Linked DNA regions of Mus musculus: region 1 is linked to region 2. A link is a contact called in public HiChIP or PLAC-seq data. All regions are on one chromosome and are shown on one strand. Each heading gives the region's core, a stretch centred on a gene start, on an enhancer-like site or on the middle of the called end of the contact. The rest is flanking DNA. Distances are from core to core; before and after follow the strand shown.

Region 1 (2,700 bases), core at 20-2,519, 220 kb before region 2:
AGGCTCGGTCTTGCGGCTCTGAAGCCACGCCCCACCCTTTCACGCAGGGCGAGAGTGATTCTCCAGCCCCCTTCTGGTTTTCCCCAGGTTCTCACGGATCCTGCCCCCTCAGTGTTTGCTTGTCCCCTGATGGGCAGTAACTAGGGGTTTGGTGACAGACGGTCTCCTCCACCAATGTTCAGGCCCCACAGCATGTTCTGGGGAACAAGGCCCCTCCCACTGTCACCTCCAAACTACATTATTTTTCTTTCCAATTTAAATGTTGCACTTTAAACAAAGTGGAACCCGAATCCGGTTAACTGCCCATGAGATTTCAAAATCCAAGGAACTCCTTGGAGTTAAGCATTTGAGCTCCCGCGAGGCTGGAGTCTAACAGTCTCCCAGTCCCCTGCCACCGCCACGACTCTACCGAAGTTTTCTAGCACCTCTGTATCTTGGAACTCTAGATCTAACTCTCTCGACGCCAGGGGTGGCTTACTCATAGATCTGCACTATCAGGTGCAATGCGAGGATTGAACAGCACTCGGCCCAGAGGAAACTGTACGAGGGACTCTTTAGCAGCCGCGGCCCGGGACTCTAGAGCAGTAGTTGAGCGCCACGCTCCCAGGGCCCGGTCCTCTGCGGATGTTGGGTGCCAAGACCGAAAGGGAAGGGGCTGGAGGCCAGGCCCCGCTAGGGCCGCGCCCCCACGTCTCCATGGAGATCATCGGGGCGCGCACCTCCTGGCTGGCTCCCTCCCCATCATCCTCCCCCTCCCAGGGCTGAACAATGAGCCACTGGGAGGGGGCGGGGCGGGGCCGGGGGCGGGGAGAGAGAGAGAGTGGCGGGGGCGCTGGCAAAGCACACCGCCTAGCCAGCAATCCGTCGCCAGGGTCTGCGGGCGGTGTGGTGATCGCAGCCCCCGCCCCGCCCCGGGCCCGCCCAGCTTCCCACGCCCGCCCAGCAGAGTCGGTGCTGGGGCCACCTGGAGCCGCCTGGAGCCGGCGCTGCTGCAGGTTGATGCGCGGCGCCCTCCCGGGACGCACGGAGGAGCCATCTTGAAACCAACTTGGCAAACTTTCGCAAAGTGCTCTCGAAGTGGAAGCTGAGCGGGAGGCCGGGCGCGCGGCCCCCGGTGTCCTCGCCAGGGCCCCCGGGGAGGCAGAGCGCGGGCCGCCCCGAGGGCCCGGCGCTGGGCGCGCGGGAGCCGCCCCCCGGCCGCGCCGGGTGGATGCGGAGGTGCGCCGGGTGCATGGATTGTGCTCCGGCGCCCGGCTCGGGCTGCGGCTCCGGGCCATGGCGCCGTCATCGCCGCGCGTGCTGCCCGCGCTGGTGTTGCTGGCCGCCGCCGCCCTGCCAGCCCTGGAGTTGGGAGCAGCCGCTTGGGAGCTGCGGGTGCCTGGCGGGGCCCGCGCCTTCGCTCTCGGACCCGGCTGGAGCTACAGGTTGGACACCACGCGCACGCCTCGGGAGCTGCTGGACGTGAGCCGCGAGGGGCCAGCAGCCGGTCGGAGGCTTGGGCTTGGCGCGGGGACTCTGGGCTGTGCCCGCTTGGCCGGGAGGCTGCTGCCGCTGCAGGTCCGGCTGGTCGCCCGCGGCGCCCCGACGGCCCCGAGCTTGGTACTAAGGGCACGCGCCTATGGTGCCCGCTGTGGGGTCCGGCTGTTGCGCCGCTCGGCCCGCGGTGCAGAGCTGCGCTCTCCGGCCGTCCGCTCAGTTCCTGGACTTGGAGATGCGCTCTGCTTCCCGGCCGCAGGCGGCGGCGCAGCCTCGCTGACTTCGGTGCTTGAGGCCATCACCAACTTCCCCGCCTGCAGCTGCCCGCCGGTCGCCGGGACCGGCTGCAGGCGCGGACCCATTTGCCTGCGGCCAGGAGGTTCAGCTGAGCTGCGTCTGGTGTGCGCCCTGGGACGCGCGGCAGGCGCCGTTTGGGTAGAGCTGGTAATAGAGGCGACCTCTGGGACGCCCTCAGAGTCGCCCTCGGTGTCGCCATCGTTGCTTAACCTGTCCCAACCTCGGGCGGGGGTGGTGCGACGGTCTAGGCGGGGCACGGGCAGCAGCACGAGCCCGCAGTTCCCGCTGCCCAGCTACCAGGTGTCAGTGCCTGAGAATGAGCCTGCGGGCACTGCGGTCATCGAACTGCGCGCGCACGACCCAGACGAAGGCGATGCAGGACGCCTTAGCTACCAGATGGAGGCGCTGTTCGATGAGCGCTCTAATGGCTACTTCCTCATCGATGCCGCCACGGGTGCAGTGACCACAGCCCGCTCCCTGGACCGGGAGACCAAGGACACTCATGTACTCAAAGTTAGTGCTGTGGACCACGGCTCCCCGAGGCGCTCAGCTGCCACCTACCTCACCGTAACTGTCAGTGACACTAACGACCACAGCCCAGTCTTTGAGCAGTCTGAGTATCGAGAGCGAATTCGAGAAAACCTGGAGGTGGGCTATGAGGTTCTGACCATCCGTGCCACCGACGGGGATGCCCCTTCCAACGCAAACATGCGCTATCGTCTGCTGGAGGGCGCAGGTGGTGTCTTTGAGATAGACGCACGATCAGGTGTCGTGCGCACACGGGCTGTGGTGGACCGTGAGGAGGCGGCTGAGTACCAGCTGCTGGTGGAGGCCAATGACCAGGGTCGCAATCCAGGCCCACTCAGTGCCTCAGCCACCGTCCACATAGTGGTAGAAGACGAGAATGACAACTACCCCCAGTTCAGT
Region 2 (2,924 bases), core at 37-2,536:
GCTATGTCCCTATGAGTTGCTAGCTAAGAAAACCCTTTAAGTCCCAGAAACTAGAAAGGCAATTTCCACTATTGTTGTCTGCATGCCAAAATTAAATGAAAATACTTATATATTGCAGGATATGGAGAAGTCAGGCTAAAACTGCTGAGGGAGTCCAGGCTGCTGAGGGAGAATTATTGCCAAGGATCCTACTTAGTTATGGATTCTATTATGTCACTGTGCCAGGCAAAGTATGTCTCCTGGTGCAATAGTGGTAAGCCAGTACTGATGTTGACAACACTTTCTGGTTGGATTTGAGGCTTCACAGGAGGGAACCTATGTTTGGCCTTATAAACCTGTGCAAAAACTTGTGGCTGGTGGTCATAGGCTCCAGTGGGGACAGTACTGTAATTGTTTTGTTAAATGAACAGACATTCCTTCTAAATACTTGTATTTCTTACCCATAGATTACTGCTGCTATCTGCCTCAGGTGTGGAGGAAATTTCATCTTGACAAACTGTGGTAGTTACTGAGGAGACTCAAAACCAGTTAAATAACTGTGAACCAATGCCTACCCCCATGGCATAGTGGTCCAATGCCCAGCCAGAATGTAAGAAAAGAATTAGATTTCTATGTAACTCCTTCCAAGGTTCAGGGAACATTAGCCAGGAGGGGTAAATAAGAGTCACAAGAAGAAGTTAAGTGTTATATAGGCTTTTCTTGTAGATGGAAACATTCCCTCCTGGAGGCAGATCAGGACGTACAAGAATCAGAAAGCTCACTAAACTTAACTAAGTTAAGAATATCCATAAAGCCCCTTTCCCAAAACCGTGAGCAACTGCTGCAGGAGATAGGTGGAACTACTTCCAAATCGTGCAAAGTCCCAGAGACAGCTCGTAGGCCATCACTCCCACTGGGTAGACTTTTCAACGTTGCAGTTGCCTGAGTCCCTTCTCCCAGAAAATAACCCCAGTACATTCATTGGTGCACCAGGCAAGATTTAGGTAGAATATGTTTTTTTTTTCTGAAGCCCAGAGAGCTCTCCAGCCGCGACCCACAATCACTATAAGCTAGCAGCGGAAACGGAAGCGACAGTAAAGCTCTACCCCGGCAAGGACGCTCTTTTGGCTTTTCTTGCTTAAGGAGGCTGGGACAGAGTGGAGTTGCTTAGGCGCCATGAGGCAAACCGGGGGAAACCGGTAGTGTGGCGGAGCTTCAGCGGGTGATGAGATTGGGCTGCACAAATGCCATGGATCGAGGGCGGAGCCTCAGAGGAGCTAGGGCGGAGCCGCGCAGGCGCAGTGAGGCGGAACTAGTACTGTGGGCGGGCCACGCAGGCGCTCTGGGGGTCCCGGAGGGGAGGTGGTGAGTTTGCGGGGCAGTGTGCTGCAGGAACGCGCGTGGCTAGCTGGAAATGTCCCCTCTGTGTTCCGGCTCGCTGGATCTGTCCTCGGTGCCTCTGGAAGCCGAGGGGTGGGGGTGGGGGAGGCGTTAGACACCCAGCACGGGGAGGGCTGTGCGCGGGTGGCTCGGACCGTGGTGTATATGGTCGCCAGGCGGAGCCCTGTTGACCTGGGGAGACTCAGAGCGGGAGGAGGAGGCTCTGGCGGAGTCCCACTATCCTGGGACTGTCTCCTGACTGTCACCTGCTGCAAGGGCAGCGCGCCCAGCAGCCTCGGCGAGGGCCTGTGACGTGCGAATTAAGATACCACTAGCTAGGTTCGCGCACACCCAAAATAGAATTTCCGTTTTAGACGTCAGTCGGGACATCTGTCAGTTTCCAAGGCGCACATATGCTCCTTTCTGGCTCCAAAGCTCGGTTCTGTAGGACGCAAAGGGTTAGAGGCGGGCGCGCAGCTGGGGCTGGAGCTGGGGATGGGAACTTTGAAAGGCTAGTAGGAATTCCGATACAGCTCGATACAAATCCAAGAATCGCGTTTTCTCGAACTCATCAGACAGCTGCTGTTGCCATCAGACCACTGACCCAGCAATTTACGGAGAGGCGGGGCCTCCAAGGCCTTGAATATAGAAGTGCCATCAAACAGTTAAGAATGCAGCCTTATCAAGTGGACTAGGATACACCTCCCCACCCCAACCTCCTGGTGAGCCAATAGAAACACCCACCGTGGGCTTTTTTCCAGCATGCCCTGGGTGCTGATGGGTAAGACGAAGGACAGAACTGAAGTCTTTATAACTTTCCTGTAAACTGACCTGGGAAAGGCTGTGATTGCTGTATAAATTCATCTGCCTGGATCTTTCAAGGGGACCAAAGTTTCAGACTAACTTTGGTAGGGCAGGAAAGTATGCTCTATGGCAAGAGCAGATTCTTGCGTCCAGTGAAGGGAGGCGGCAGGAGGCACGTGAATCTGTCCTTAAATAGTATCAGAGAGGCCAGTACACCTAAGCACAAGTAAATGCGTAGCCAGTGTAGCAGAAGAACAGGAAAGGCAAACCCACTTCACTTACTGGGTTGATTCAGCACCAAGCAGCACAAGCCAAGCATACGTGTCCACAATGCTGCCTTTACCTTTACCACCTTACCAACAAACCCCAGTTTATAACTCAGATTGAGACCACAAGGAAGAGCAAAGAAACAGCTTTGCTGCCAAGGACCAAAATAGGCACAGAGCCACACACAGTGGAGATGTTAGATAGACCTATCAGATGGGGGGCGTTTAAAGCAAGCACAGTTAAGATGTTGAATGTGCTAGTGGAGAAGATGTATATACCATGCATATATGGATGGTGATTTCAGCAGATAAATAGTAGTGGGAAAAACAGGAAGAATGCCTTCAAGGGGCCTGCCAGCTGATGTGACTGAAGCCACTGAACTTGAAGGTAGTCTATAGAAATTATCCAAAATGGGGCTGGTGAGATGGTCTGACAGGTAGAGGTGACTGCTGCCAAGCCTGACCTGAATTTGATCTCAGATCCCACACGGTGAA

What was found. HiChIP or PLAC-seq counts read pairs in DNA pulled down with a chosen protein or histone mark.
Region 1: a contact with region 2 is called in an HNF4G HiChIP or PLAC-seq map of pancreatic cancer cells. The contact joins the promoter of Celsr1 here to the promoter of Cdpf1 in region 2. A contact is called at or near these places in 7 of 39 promoter capture datasets (the 3T3-L1 cell line, the C10 cell line, cranial neural crest and 4 more), 5 of 484 Hi-C or Micro-C datasets (CD4 T cells, Th1 cells, embryonic stem cells and 2 more), 4 of 115 datasets of contacts at active chromatin or transcription factors (embryonic stem cells, extraembryonic endoderm stem cells and pancreatic cancer cells) and 3 of 9 other capture datasets (adipose tissue, liver and pancreatic islet).

The regions. Positions count from the first base shown.
Region 1 is chr15:86,032,346-86,035,045 of GRCm38.p6, reverse strand. Celsr1 (cadherin, EGF LAG seven-pass G-type receptor 1) reads left to right here and starts at 1,269. Exons shown (of 35, transcript NM_009886.2): 1 at 1,269-2,700. The coding sequence starts at 1,276. It overlaps Gm34764 (a long non-coding RNA gene), which reads right to left and starts at 793. Exons shown (of 3, transcript XR_384307.4): 1 at 479-793.
Region 2 is chr15:85,810,059-85,812,982 of GRCm38.p6, reverse strand. It overlaps Cdpf1 (cysteine rich, DPF motif domain containing 1), which reads left to right and starts at 1,286. Exons shown (of 5, transcript NM_197998.2): 1 at 1,286-1,344; 2 at 1,935-2,081.